Regions from separate parts of the Capsicum annuum genome. Here region 2 is linked to region 1. The links are chromatin contacts, called in public Hi-C maps. All regions are on one chromosome and are shown on one strand. Each heading gives the region's core, a stretch centred on a gene start, on an enhancer-like site or on the middle of the called end of the contact. The rest is flanking DNA. Distances are from core to core; before and after follow the strand shown.

What was found. A called contact is a pair of places that touch in the nucleus more often than the background predicts.
Region 2: a contact with region 1 is called in a Hi-C map of leaf, with 2.4 times the contacts expected there. The contact joins two enhancer-like sites. A contact is called at or near these places in 4 of 5 Hi-C or Micro-C datasets (bud, leaf and placenta).

Annotation. Positions count from the first base shown.
Region 1 is chr3:132,901,823-132,906,201 of UCD10Xv1.1, forward strand. LOC107863697 reads left to right here. Exons shown (of 9, transcript XM_016709769.2): 7 at 478-587; 8 at 1,765-1,896; 9 at 2,000-2,433. The coding sequence ends at 529. Among protein-coding and RNA genes, the nearest start is that of LOC107863697, 16 kb to the left of the region's middle. Within about 2 kb of position 2,284, at least 5 of the 5 cell types and tissues checked have an H3K27ac peak or open chromatin away from gene starts, as enhancers often do. A contact at or near this core is called in leaf, where this site is marked.
Region 2 is chr3:133,014,786-133,019,181 of UCD10Xv1.1, forward strand. No RefSeq gene overlaps it. Among protein-coding and RNA genes, the nearest start is that of LOC107863696, 27 kb to the right of the region's middle. Within about 2 kb of position 1,351, at least 2 of the 5 cell types and tissues checked have an H3K27ac peak or open chromatin away from gene starts, as enhancers often do. A contact at or near this core is called in leaf, where this site is marked.

The sequences.
Region 1 (4,379 bases), core at 1,034-3,533:
GCCGCCCACCGATAGCTGAAGCTCTTTGATTCTCTACCAAGATTGTAGAGGCTCTATACCATGTAAAGAATGGATTTTGGGCCTAACTCAACCTCAAAAGAGCTAGCTCATGAGGGGAGGATTGCCCAAGTCCATATATATCCATTCGTTTTCTGATGTTGTGATAGGGAAGCAACACTCCACTTCCAACCACAAGGTTGGGAGTTCAAGTCACCAGCGGTGCGAAGTGCAAAAAGGGTCTTTGTTGACTTCTGGGCAGGAGGTTTGCTGCCTGGGATTTAGCATATCGAAAGAAAGGAAGATAATGAAATGCTTCAGGTTTTTGAATAAAGAATTGATTGATTGCTGTTGTTGTCGCAGTTATTTTAGTAAATTAATAAGATGCAGACCCATCTATAAGCAGTGGCCCTTTTGAGATCCCCTAGTTTCAGATCTCTTATTTGAAATGTCTGTGACTGTGTCAACTTTTTTATGCAGATGGATTTATGATGAATCAAAAGGGCTATTTCGTGATGTCTCTTTTTCATAGGGGTCATATGATAGTTATCTTTCTATTGCAACTGCTATTGGATCGTGGATTTTATCAGGTAAGTAAGATGTGGCACATCTGTTTTGTTTTTAGCTATCTTTCTTTGTTAATAATGGAAAATATAGGGTCTGTTTGTTGCCTATTTTGCTTCCCTCCCGCCATAATCCTTTATTGGTGCTGGTTGTGTGGGCCAGAGAAAGGTGGGTATGTGTGGATTAAATCCAAAGAAATCTGTCACTGTGGCAAAGATGGGAAACTTCTACTAACCCAAAACTCTGAGCATGTGATAAGACGTTATTGTGGATCACTGTATCTTCTGTGCCTAATATTATAGATAGTTTGCTTTTCATAGTTAATTTATTCAACTTGCTGTATTAAGTAATGTTATTATCATCTATACATCAAAGAGTCGCTTGTGTCAGCTGCATCAATCTCATCATGCTTGTGATACTTTTGTTGCTGCTTATTTGTTGTGGGTAAAATAATGGTTTCTTTCCTCGTAAGGGTATACTTCATCATTTTGGGTGCCCTATTAAGCTTAAAATTTAGCTTCCTTCATCATTTTGCCTTATTAATCTACCCTGTACTAAGCTATAAGTTAATTTAAAAAATAAAAAATAAAATAAAATAAAAATTGAGTAGTCAAATTCAGCATATTCGAGTATGAAATATGATGAAATGGACTTTCGAAAAAGAAAAATAGATATTTGTTAAACTAGAAAGAAAGACCATGATATCTTAGAGTATGCAGAGAATATTTGAAAAGATATGGTCAAGGCTTTTTTTGCTTCTTGGAAAGCGATGTGGATTTAGTATTATATTATATTGAAGCTGGTAAAAGGTGATGTGTTTTGAAAGAACTCAGACTGATTAATCCCTCAAGCCATTGAGTTTTAAATAACCAAGTATACATATTCCAAGAAAGGAAAGAGAATTAAAAAAAATAGATAGTTAATACGAGTAAATCATTACATATATTTATAGCTATGCCTATTAGACATTGGTTCCCAGAAAAAAGGTAGTATATCATTTGCACCTACTTCTCGTGGTTGAACATTTTCGCTGTGAAGTTGTATCTTGCTCCATTTCACTTGCCATGTTAACAAGCTATATTCCCTGTTTGGTTTCAAGTTTACATTTACATTGGTCAACTTGTGAAGTCAATTTTCTGGTTGGTGATTTGAACTGTTGACTTTAATTCCCTAGAGGTTCACTTAGACTAAAAAAATGTACAGGTTACTGAACTTGTTATATTGGGAGTAGGGTTTGGGGGTTGTGAGATGAATTGGAGGAGCAGCAAAGGGAAAGATGTTAAGAGGAGGAACACATGAAACGTACAGTGACCTCAGATTTTCAACAGTACCCAAGTTATTGAAATCACAAGTTTCTTGCAATATTGTGAATTAGCTCTTCTAGGGTCATTAGTGATTTTAACTTGCTTTTAATTCTCTAAAATACATCTTATTGCAGCATTGGTGGCCCTTGGACATTTATGGAGGAAGTCTCAGATGGTGTACCATATTTAGCTTTAGGTTCGATCTGTATCATTCTTCCAGTAGTTATTTCTGTCTACCCTCCAGTATTTCTACTTTTGTTAGATGATAGCAATTCCAAAAAGGTGTGGAAGTAGGTTGAATGTCATTCATCCAGCGAAGTATGAAATAAAAATGTCCTTTTCACTTTCTATTTTCAACTATAACAGCTCTCAACTCTGCTGTGACCCGTCCTCTTTTCCCCTGGATTGGCGCAAAGGCGGTCATTAGTAATGTTGATGGGATATCTAGAATAGACTCGATATACTGCTTTATTGTCTTCGTAAGTTATTTGGAAGATTCCTCGTCAATTTTTTATTGGCAAAATGATCTGCTGGACTTTAATACATGTTAGAGTTTGTATTGTGGACATTTCGATTTAGTCTGTTGTCATCTGAACCCCTCAATTCACCAAAACACAAAATTTTAAATCCTTTTTCATCCAATGAATGTGTGTAATGCAAACGAGTACATGCAGGATTTCACTTCATTTTTTAGTGATACATGAGAAATTATTTTTTTTAAAAATCAGATATATCCCCCCTCCACCCCCACCCCTTCGTTCTTCTTCTTCTTCTATGGACCTCTTCTTACTTCCACCTCCATTATTTCTTCTTTATCTCTGGTCTCACCATTCTCGGAACACAACTAGAAGCAACTGACAATCAACTAAACCGAGCTTTCCCGTGTTCTTTGGATTTCGATTAGAACCCACAAAAACATCATTTTTGGTGGAGCAACGAACAGCTCCAACAACTACTCAACCATTGTTCAGCTAAAATCAACCTCGAACTAGTCCTGTTGCTCTATTTTCGTCCATTAACAACGAGCTCCTTCGTTGATGAAGCTCTCCAATAACCAGAGTCCACCCACAACCAAACATTGTGAAGAGGGGGGGTGGTGGATCTATAAAATTGTTTCTCAATGAAAAATAGTTCTATTTTTTGCGGAAAAAAAATATATAAGGAAACATTGGGAGAAAAATTATATTCGAAGTATTAACTTTAATAGAAAAAAATTAGATTTTTGAGGTGAAATAAATATCTGTAGATATCGAGATTTAATATTAAATTATAACAAAATCTGAAGAAAAAATGGGTAACTTTTTGTTAAGAACAATTGTGTGTTATATTTTTTGCGGAAAAAAAAATTAAGGAAACATTGAGAGAAAAATTGTATTTGAAGTATTAACTTTAATAGAAAAAAATTAGATTTTTGAGGTGAAATAAATATCTGTAGATATCGAGATTTGAGATTAAATTATAACAAAATCTAAAGAAAAAATGGGTATCTTTTTGTTAAGAACAATTGTGAGATCTAATGAACAGATCGATCTATCACTTGCTTGGGGAAATTGTAGTTTCTTTTATGGTTTGAGAAGATTTTCTAATTCTATCTCAGACATTAATTGAAGCTCTAAAGGTGATGAAAAATGGCGGAAATAGAGGGACGGGGTAGGGTAATGAAATTGTGGTGGGCGGAGTAAAGAAAAAAAGAGTGGCTATATTATTTATTTAAACTAGTTTAGTTGCATATGTCTCGCACGTGTAACGTTTGATTATTTAAAATTAAATAATTTTATTTATTGCAAAATTTTTTAATAAATTGTAAAAATTCAAATTATTTTTCAAAGATTCTTCACACTTTAATATAATAATGTAAACATAAACATATTTTTTAGTGTAAGCACCTATATATTTTATGTCAAACACTTTTTCTTTTGTATTCATATCTCTTTTCCTTATTGTCGGTTATTTTTCTTTTTAGAGTCTATATTTAAAATCTTTGTTTTTAAAGTTAATCTTTACAAAATTATTGATTACATTCTTATTATGTACAAATTAATCTATAGAATTTCACGCAACTAAAAAGATGAATAATTCATAGATAAAAGAAAATTTTGATTTCTATTTATAAATTAAACTCTTGATATACCCTTATAATACAAATTTTTTTAACTTAGAACTCTATTTAGCTGTCATTAGGAACAAAATTAGTCACTAAAAATAGAATAACCTTTCAGAGAAAAAAAGAGCAATAACTATGATAATAGTGCTATATAGTGTTGTCTTTAAAATTTGCATAAAAACTATCAAACACCTTTGAAAGCAGTAAAACCTGCAACAATCAAAAAAGAATCACAACACATGTAATATAAACCTTGATTTTTTTTGGCGAGATAAACTTTTAATTTTTTTGGCTACTTCATTCGGCGATAACACGCTTGTTTCGTCTAATTTTTCTATCAAAAATTTTCCACTGAAAGAGAAACACAAAAAATTGTTAAAAGAGGATAATACATGTCAATTGTTCATTAT
Region 2 (4,396 bases), core at 101-2,600, 110 kb after region 1:
ATAGCTCTATTTTTATAGACACGACACACATTTCTTTTATAACACATGGTTTGAGAATGAAATCTGCCAAATCTTTATTCTATTGATGAGTATTTTATTGTGGATTTCACACTGTGAAATCTCTCTAACCTTTATTCTACCAATTATTATTTTATTGTGGATTTTGCACTATAAAATCTCTCAACCTCTATTCTATTGAGTAATATTTTTTTTTTCAGATTTTGCACCTTTATTATGCGAATGCAAATGTGTATTAAATATTATCTGAGTTGTTATATCATAAGACTAACACCATGTTACATCTAACTTTTTCTTTCTAGGTTGTATATTTAGTGATGAGAAAGAAATATATTTTGAAATGCAACAGATGTGTATTTTCTGTCAAAACAAGAATAATGTTGGATAGAAAAAGTTGAAAAAAGATACTTGAAGAAGAATCTGCAGAATCAGTTCTCCTAATTGTTGGTAATCGAGATACTAAGCTCTCAATTTAGATTTTGAAGTTGATCTTGTTAGGATTGATTAGCAGTTTACACACTAAATCTGTGGAGAGGATGAAGAAACTAGAGAGATAGTTCTTTAGGAGAGAGAGAATTAATTTCGTGGTAACACCAGTGGGTAACCTCCACGGCGTACGGGCTATTTATATTAATGACTCGGAGTATGTACGATTACACAGAGAAATGAGAATAAAAGGTACAGCCTGAAATTTGGGTTGGGGCTCCGCCCCACACCCCCGGCAACCTAACAGTACGTCACATATTAATCAAGCTCCACAACCTAACAGATCTCCCATTGGTCAAAGAATGATTTTCATTCTCACACTTGAATTGGTTGTTTCTAGACATTGAATTAGTTTTATTTTCTTTTATGTACCATTATCCTTATTTCAATATGATCTGATCTTATGCTTGTCACTCTGTTGTAAATGATGAAACTTTGCTTTTGCATTTGTAAATTATGGTTATGAGATATGTATGCCAATTTAGTTTTCAAAGTAGAGCAACTAAAATTAAACATAAATTAATCTCTCTTCGAATTTGGATTGTTGGGCCGTGAATAACATGGACATGCTTATCTAGTTAGATACATAAAAGCAGATCATAATTATTGGTCCCCCTTCTCTTACAGCTAAGAAAGTTTCCTAAACCCCACTACCAATAAGAAATGTCTCGGGTTTGAGTCCCCTAGATACAAAATCACTTTTGCTAGAAATCACTTACCCTCCCATATGAGACTTTTCAGTTCGAATTCAAATTTATTTAGGCCCCATTAAGTGTAATGATTTTTCTTTTTATTACTATGATGTATGGTGATGTTAGGTATCTGGTTTTGACAGCAGCTGACAAGCAAACTATAAAGGAATATGCTAACTTCTACATCTATTTCGAGATAACATTTTTAATCTGATACTTCAATCTAAAATTTTTATCTGATATTTCCATCCTTTCTAACTTGTGTCATGCTATTATCTTTTTTCTTGTGTAATATCACACTTTCAGCATTGAAAATCAACCTTCGAGTTGATACCATTTCCCCACCTAATTCAAACATATAGGTGTACTATCTTACAAGTTAGGAAGAACTTATGGTATCAAAATTTCCATTCCATAGGACTTCCCAATTGAGAATTGTGTCATGTTAGTTGGAGGTTATATCAAGTTTCTTTTTTCCTTCAGTGGATGTATTTAGGGTAATCAGAGGCAAAGTCAGGATTTCGACGAAGAGGATTAAAAAATTGAAGAAAAACTTAATCGAAGGAGGGCCGACATCTATTATATATACATAAAATATAATTTTAATAATATATAAATAATATAATTTTTCATCGAAGGGGGTTCGGTGAACCTCCGTTCTTAAGGCTGGTTCCGCCCCTGAGGGTAATTTAGAGGTTTCATAGTCCTTGTTTCTTTCAACCCTTAAAACATTGCGACACTTTGCCTTGTTTGCTGTTTTGACACACTTCACTTTTCTTATGATAAGATATTTCATTCTACTAGAGCTACAGTTAGGAGACGTTAGCTTTGTACAACAACATACCCATTGATCACCCAAGTGGGGTTAGAGACCTTGTGAAGGTAGATAAATTATTTTTGATAGACGCTAGAAAATACGGGAGAAAAGAACAATAGCAACTAAAAATAGTATGATATGCCAAGCAAAAAAAACAACGGGTAATAGTAAAATCAAAGAATACGATAGCAGAAGAGTTATTAATAATAATATTGACAAGGAAAATAAAGAAAATAAAACAACACTTGGTTGCGTACTAACCTGTAACGAAATCTTCAATCTCCATATCCTCTTATCTAAGGTTATATCTTTGGTAAGATGTAGGTATGCCACATAAACTTGATAAAATCTAAGATTATACATAACAACAATATAATAAATAAAAGCTAAATTGTTATAGCAATTTCCAGTCTTTAAAGACCACTAAAAAGATGCGCAAACAAAAATGGAGCTAATCGAAATAAAAAATATGTATGTAACTCAAGTATTTGATGTCCATTATGCTTCTGAATTTGCTCTTATGGAAATTCATATATATGAATCATATAGGGATATTTGAATACCAATCGGACTAATCATATTCTATAATAAATATCTTCAATAAAGAAATTTACTTGAATTTTCTTATTCAATATTTGAGCCTTGTATACGTCGTAACAAAAAATAATTCTCAATATAATGTATAAAAGTAATTGAGGACTAAGGCTATTTGTTTGCACTTAATGGAGGTCTGAATCTGAATGGTTCAAACTTCAGATCATTAAGTGCATTTGTTTTTTATTAAGGTTTTAACTCTTAATAGGTCTGAATAAGCCTTAATCATTCAGATCTAGAAACAAGTCTTAACAGGTCTGAAGGGATATTCTGGTGTTGGATAATATTCACCACTCTGTTCATAATCAGCAGTGACCACCACTAACCACCTCTGCCACCATCACCATTGTCAACCACTACCCACCACCACCAACCACCTCCACCATCACAACCACCATCAACAAAAAATACCGCTACCACACCTACTATCTCTTTTATTCTAATTATATTCACCGTCACCACTGCCGTCAACAACACCACAATCAGCAACCACTACAAGTCAATCTCTACTACCAACTAACTCATCTATCACAACTAGCACCACCACTAACTACCACTAATACATCACAACCTCTACACATTCTTTGGCCGCCACCACCATTGTCACTAGTAACTCCACCTCTACCACCACTTCAACCAGTACCATCGCTACAATGTATCTCTACTAACAACCATCTCCACCATCACAACAAATAACATCTCCAACTAGCATCAACACATCGTCAATCATCATGCATTCATGTTTTAGCCATCACAATCAACACCTTAAACTACTAACATCAAGCAACGTCACATCATAACAACAACCACCATCATCAATTGTCACCATCATAACAGTCACTACAATACCAACCATCACAATTATCACCACCAACATTATTAATCACTAACATCAATCATTGTCTCCGCAACCACCATTATAAGCCATCTCCACTATCGCTAACAAACATAAATCTTTTTTCCCAATCAAATACTAATAATTTTGTTGTATTAAATTACATACTTTTTTAATATATAATTAAATTTTTATTTGAATTGAATTTTTTATTTTATTATGTATACAAATAAATTTTTTTACACATTCAGATGTTGAAAAATAAATAGTCTAATAAATTTTTTTACACATTCAGATGTTGAAAAATAAACAGTCTTAATCATTCAGTTTTCAGATTTAGAGACAACATCTTAATTATTATGTGCATTCAAAGCGTCTGAATCTTTAAAAAAAAAAAACAAATAAAGCCTAAGTAATTGAGGACTAATAATTATACCTATCGAAAGCTTTGCCGAGTACTGTTATCTTTTTTCTAGAACAATAACTTCTTGTGAAAAAATTATGATGCACAATATAGAAAAATAACTTCTTTTACAGAATCATATGGCTTGTTCATTTCTACATGGACTCATTGAACAAACCCAAATCCCATACAAATTGGGCAATCATTAACCAAAACAAATTAGGATGATTTATATATGGGCAAATCACATAAATATACAATTTAAAAATTAATATTATAAAAACTATCAATAATTTTTACTTTTTAAAATATAACAATAGAAATGTAACAAAATCTACCAAATAAGGTAAAAGAAAAAATAAAAGGTAAATAAAATTGTATGATTTACGAGGGCAACTTAACATTTGATATTTTATCCTATAAATTCTCCTAGTTTGTTTTCAACTAAGTCTTAAAAAAAATAATAAATAAAGTAACCAAAAAAACAACACATTTATTTGATATTGTTTTATGTTTTTAAATTTTTATTTATTTAATTCAATTGACATTAA